Regions from separate parts of the Arachis hypogaea genome. Here region 2 is linked to region 1. The links are chromatin contacts, called in public Hi-C maps. All regions are on one chromosome and are shown on one strand. The core of a region is the stretch at or near the end of the contact, and the rest is flanking DNA. Distances in the headings are between cores, read along the strand shown. Region 1 holds the start of LOC112716229 (probable acyl-activating enzyme 17, peroxisomal). Region 2 holds the start of LOC112716234 (palmitoyl-acyl carrier protein thioesterase, chloroplastic).

Evidence for each region. Hi-C and Micro-C count contacts between places; a contact is called where the count stands out from the background.
Region 2: a Hi-C map of leaf shows a contact between it and region 1, with 1.6 times the contacts expected there. The contact joins the promoter of LOC112716234 here to the promoter of LOC112716229 in region 1. A contact is called at or near these places in 2 of 8 Hi-C or Micro-C datasets (leaf and an unstated tissue).

Annotation. Positions count from the first base shown.
Region 1 is chr10:103,727,553-103,730,564 of arahy.Tifrunner.gnm2.J5K5, reverse strand. LOC112716229 (probable acyl-activating enzyme 17, peroxisomal) reads right to left here and starts at 1,641. Exons shown (of 15, transcript XM_025768096.3): 1 at 1,379-1,641; 2 at 949-1,285; 3 at 74-203. The coding sequence starts at 1,202.
Region 2 is chr10:103,862,269-103,865,398 of arahy.Tifrunner.gnm2.J5K5, reverse strand. LOC112716234 (palmitoyl-acyl carrier protein thioesterase, chloroplastic) reads right to left here and starts at 1,356. Exons shown (of 7, transcript XM_025768100.3): 1 at 1,032-1,356; 2 at 282-785. The coding sequence starts at 770.

The DNA of each region.
Region 1 (3,012 bases), core at 392-2,891:
GACAACGCTGCCAACTCACAAGAAAATTGAACTAAAGTACAAAACAAAGTCTTGAGATTATCCTGGTTAGGACCTCAGGGTTTGATACTGAGAATTTTTGGAAATCAGAAAAACTCGAAATAGGATCCTTATATGCTGAACCCAGAAACTCTTTACCCCTCCTCTCTAGTAACTGGCCAACATTTGTTGAAAGAGCACATTCCCTAATTACACATGAAATGAGAAATTAAAAAAAAAAGTAAAAAGGTTCAGGAGCTTTAATTTCTTAACATAAATCATTGCAATGCACAGATTATGACATGTAATCCCAAATCTTACATAATAATTAATACAGCAAACAAGGCCCTTAGTACATATCATATCAAAACCAGAGTCTATGAAAATTTGATACGTTAACAATTCAATATATCTAGATACGATTTGTAACAGTGTTCAAGTTATAAATCTACCAAATTTTCAAAATGACGACTAAATAGTAGTCCTGAGATTCATGACGTGCTCCCGTTTGGTCCCTGATTCCAATTGCACTAATGGCATCCACTCGTTCCTGAAACTGAGCTCTGGGCACCATAGTGGTCCCTCGACCCCTTGGCGACAGTGAGTCAGCAAACGGAGTGATGAGCGAGCACTCCATTGCCACGCTGGACAATAGTGAAACGAGGTCCTTTGCTTTTGGCGCCCAATCAAAGTGTGTGTGCAAATAGTTTTAGTGTTTTACATGCCCACAACTATCAAAACGACGTAATTATGGAAATGGGTTGAGGAACACTATGGTACCCGAAACTCAGTCTCACAGACGACAATGATGCAATTGGAACTTCAGGACCAAATCAGTGCACGGCATGAATGTCAGGAGCACTTTGGGGGAATCACAAGCATAAGTATGAATCAACAACATGAATAAAATGAAGCAATTAAAACTTAAAAGTGAGAAGGTGCATAGCATACGGGTCGGGTATCCAAGCGGGCGGGTCAGGTCCAAAATCGATGTAGCAAGCATAGTAGAGCATCTGGTGGAAGGAGAAGGGAAGGTCAGGGGTGAGAATGGTGTTTGTGATGTTGTGCCACGTGGCAGGAGTGCCAGCTCCATGGGTTGCAATGATTTCTTTGAGGCGGCGGTGGAAGGCGGAAGCAACCTCAGTTGAAATCCCAACGGATTCAATGTCCGAGACGGTGATTGAAGTCAGCGATTTGTATGCCATAAGAACTAATTAGCACGAACACACACTGACTAACTTGGACTCTAATTTGAACACGCAATTATCATAGTTTTGAAGTTGAAACCCTGAAAGGTTTAACTGATTTGCTATTAAAAAGAGAAGAAGAAGAAGAAGAAAGTAGACAAAACGTAATGGGAAGAAAGAATCAAATCTCTTACTGAGTGATAGCGATAGGATAGCTATCATTCAGCAGCAGCGCGTCACGCCACGCTGCCCATAACATGGTCGCCTGAATGAAAATATATTAAGAAAAAAAAAAACTAATTACCCAAATCATTGACATCAGTTCGAACATTTTTAAAATTGGACAATTTTTTTTAATTTAAAATACATAAAATAGTTTTTCACATGTATTTTTATTAGATAATATAATTTTTTTTTATTAGTCACTAATGATAATTGTTGTTGATGTGAATGATTCAAATTCAACAGAAATAAGAACAAATTTATCGCATTAATAAGCATACTTGTTAGTTTTAATCAAGTTTGCTGTTATAGTAAGCGAACTTCAACAAAATTTGCAATTTCGTTTATGCCGTCGATGAACTTGCTCCAGTTTTCAAAAAAAAATTTAAATAAAATAAAAAATTATTTTAAAAAATAATTTTTTTTTAATTTCTTTTAAAAAAATTTATATAAAACAATTTCAAAAAATTTTAAAAATTTTCAAAATAATTTTTAAAAAATTTTAAAATATTCATTTCGAATATTTTAAATTTTTTTTTAAAACCAACGTCTTATAATAATTTTATTAATTAAAATAATAAAATATTATTAAAAATAATTAGTAAATAAATAATATAAAAAATAACATAATATATATTAAAAATTTTTATTTTAATATTAAAATATTATAAGAAATAACATTATTTAATTATTAATTTATGATACCCTATTACCCTATATTAATATGATGCATAAATCATAACAATATCTCCTAAATTTAAGAGGTCTTTATATTATAAAAATTATTATCTATATACCTAAATTTCTAAAATATTGACATCAAATAAATATAAAAAAGATATTCATAAGTAAAAAAATATATATTTTTTGGCATAATTACTAACCGTGGTAACACAAACATATTTAACTGTAAATCTATTTTATACAATATTATAATTAGTGAATCTCAACATTTTCTAAAAAGACAACTAAAATACTTGATTTGCTAAGACATTTTCTTCTTTAAATATTGTAAAGTATTAAAAATTTCACATTTGAATTTTGTAAATCATTCGCATTGACATTATAGTTGACCAAAATATACAAATTTAACTTTTTTTAAATGACTAAGTTTGCATTGCATGCAAGTGTCACCTTTATAAACATTTGTACAAATATTTCCAATTGTTTATGTGAAAAATTTTAAGTTAAATTAAAGTTCTCATATCTCTTCAAATAATACTAACAAATTCTCTTCTTTGTCATTAAAAAATAATCACAGAATATGATACCTACATATTAAATTAAATGGTCAAAAATAAATATAAATTTATGTATTTTAATTTTTTTAAAAAAATAATGTCTTTTCAAAATTAATTTATAATTTAGGGTTTGAAAATACATAAAAAGTTTTTGTATATATAAATAATGAAATTTAAAATAAATATAAAAATTAGAAATTAAAATTTATTAATTTAAAAATAATTATATATAAATAAGTTGAAGGGACTGTTTTAAACTTTTTAAAATTTTTTAGAAACTATTTCAAAAAATTTTAAACTATTCAGGGATTACTATTTAATATTTTACCATAAGGACTAATTTGTCTAGATCGCACACATAGATA
Region 2 (3,130 bases), core at 107-2,606, 140 kb before region 1:
AGCTAACATATAACTAACATAAGAAAACAAAGGAAGCTAAGTAATCAAGTATGCTTTATCTCCTTTTGTGAAAGAGGAAAAAGAGAAAACAGAATTGTTAGTTACATGTTGAGTAAAAAATTGTTGGTTAGCATTCTCAATGTAAGATTACCAAGAATGTGTGTGCAAACCACACGCTTCCACAATACTATCCAACAATAACCATTTCAAGTCAGAAAATAACAACAACTAACTCATATCCCACTAAGCATAGAAATTCTTCTTGGTATCTGCACACAAACCTGCAAATGATTCATTAGCGTCTCTATAGACGCGGTCTTATCGGCGCCTATCTCGTAAGATCGAATGGAGAAATTTTGCCTGAAAGCAAGCCCATCCTGCACAATCCTCCCAATACCAAATGGATCAGATAGCACATCGGATCGCTTCGGCTTCCAATCGATCATCATCCACTGCTTCTCCGCCGCAAGGAAGGCTGTCGTGATGGCGGCCAGCAGCATGCTCCAATCCGGAATCTGGTTAATGAAAGTCCTCGGCGCATTAGCCCCGGTCGTCGACGAGGATTCCAGCTTCATGCTCTCCATGGATTTTGGAACCTTTGTGGCGGTTCCGTTGATCTTTGAAGGAGCATGCGCATTGGCCTTAACACTTGAAGACCTGTGATTTTGTTTGAGCCCTCCGCCGAGGCTGGCAGGGATTCCTCCTCCTCCTCCTCCACCGGTTCGTGACGTCACAGGGAAAAACGACGACGTAGCAGCAGTAGCAACCATAATTGAATTCTTCACCTGAATGCGCATAGTTTTAGTTGATTAGAAAACAATATTTTCCTCAAGCTTCCAATTTCAAACAAAATTAAAATAAATATTCAACACGAATGAGATTTTACATCAACACATCAATAATTAATCGAGAAATTAATGTTAAAACCGCTGCGAAACTGCGCGCAGATCTGGCATTGGCTTAAGAAAAATTCGCATAAAAAATATTGAGCCAGATCAGACGAGGGAGAACAACAAATTAAAAAACAGTACCTGAAGAAGAAGAAGAAGAAGAAGAATGAAGAAGAAGAAGAAGAGAAGGAGAGAGGTGAAATTGAAAATATAAGTGGAAGGTTATTGAGGAGAGGCTACGACGTCGTTTAATTGATAGTGATGGCTCCCTGTGGGTGGTGAACCCAGAGAAGAAGAAAGGATGGTTGGTTTTGAATTTGAAAAGTAAAAGGAAAATGGGAGGATAATGAATATATATAGATTATGAGTTGTAAAATATTTAGGGCCAGCGGAGGAGGAAAGTGAGTGGCACGCACCGAATTGTGAAGCAGGAAAGTTAGTTATTTATATAGTAGAACTACAATCCACCTGTCCCTTCCTCCCGCTTCTCTTTTCAAAACACACGAGTGCTTCTCTACTCTTCTATTTTCCCCTTTTTTACCATTTTACCCCTCTACTCTCCTCTCTTCTTTTCTAGCCGCGTCTTTACCGTTTTACCAACAAATATCAATGTTAAACATTTAATTTTACATTTTTTATTTAAATTAGTGTATTTTATAACAATATTACAATAGTTTAATAAGAAGAAATATATAACCTAAATTAAAATATGATTTAGAAATTATCCCAATTTGAAAATACTCTATTTTAAAATATGTATACACTAAAAATTAATTACTAAATTAATTATTTATATAAAATATTTATTAAATATAAAATATATATTAAAAATTAGTTAAATAAATGGCCTTTTAAACACTAGGTGCTCCATTTCAAAAATAGGTAACGTTGAGTTTGAAACGAAATTGTAAATTATAAGAGATAGTATATATTAACTATTATTTTTTTTTATAAAATTAACTATAATATTTTGTCCTTTAAAAGTTTTAATATCTAGACAATGATATATTAGATTGAATTTTTATTCCTTCAAGTATATGTATTATATTAATTAATTGATAGAAAAATATCATTTAAATTAAAAGCGTGCCAACAAACACTAATTCAAATGACATAGTCTCTTTGTACTTAAAACTTTTAATTTTAGAAGTTATAAGTTTGAATCTCACTTTTAATTTTAGAAAAAATTAAAAATATAATTAAATTATTAAATTCGATATTACTAGTTATATGGTAAAACTTAGTAATGTTCACCTAAAGAATGACATTAGTTTTAGCATTCTCCTTAAATAATTATTTGAAAAATATTTAATTATGTATGGAATTAAGTTCATGAGATATATTCCCTTGCAGGAAAATGTTCACTAGATTATGTTAATTTCGTTGCATTATCGCTCTGAGATTCGCAAAGTAGCTAGAATATAGAATTATAGATCAACAACCACCTAGTTTTGTTTGGTATAAATTCGGATTATGGAACTTTATTTATTCCATATGCATTGGTGGACTTATTATTGCATTTGCACTGTTAAAAGGTTTTTATCGCGTGCGTTTTCTAAGTATAAACTATAGGAACATTTTTAAGGTAATATTAAGGACTTTAAGGTGATAACAAAAATAGTTAGAATTTGCCTTATTTAATATTTATAAATTATTATAATGATTAATAAATATTAAATAAAATAAATTTTAATTTGTTTATTAATATTTTTTGTTGTTAAATATTTTAAATTTTAAATATTTTTAAAATATTAATATTTTAATAATTTTAAATATTAATTTTAATTAATATATTATATATTTTTATGATTAAAATTATTAAAATATTAATATTTCATAATTTCATAAATATTTAAAATTTTTCCTCAACTATATATAATATATATAAGAGTAATTATTTAAATCAGTCTTCAAGAATTTTAAAATTAGACATTTTAATTTTAAAAAAACTAATACACAGATCAATCTTCAAGGTTTTATTCCGGCAGATAAATCAGTTTCTAATTTATTTTCTAGCAGAGTAATTATCCAGATCAGTCCCCAAGAATTTTAAAAACGGACATTTTAGTCCATCCAAAAAAATAATGTATAAATCAATCCCCAACGTTTCTCTCCGTTAGATATAACAGTCCTCCGTCCAAAAATAAAATAAAATAAAATAAAATAATAATAATAATAATAATAATAATAATAATAATTATTATTATTATTATTATTAATTGCACAATAATATTGTACTA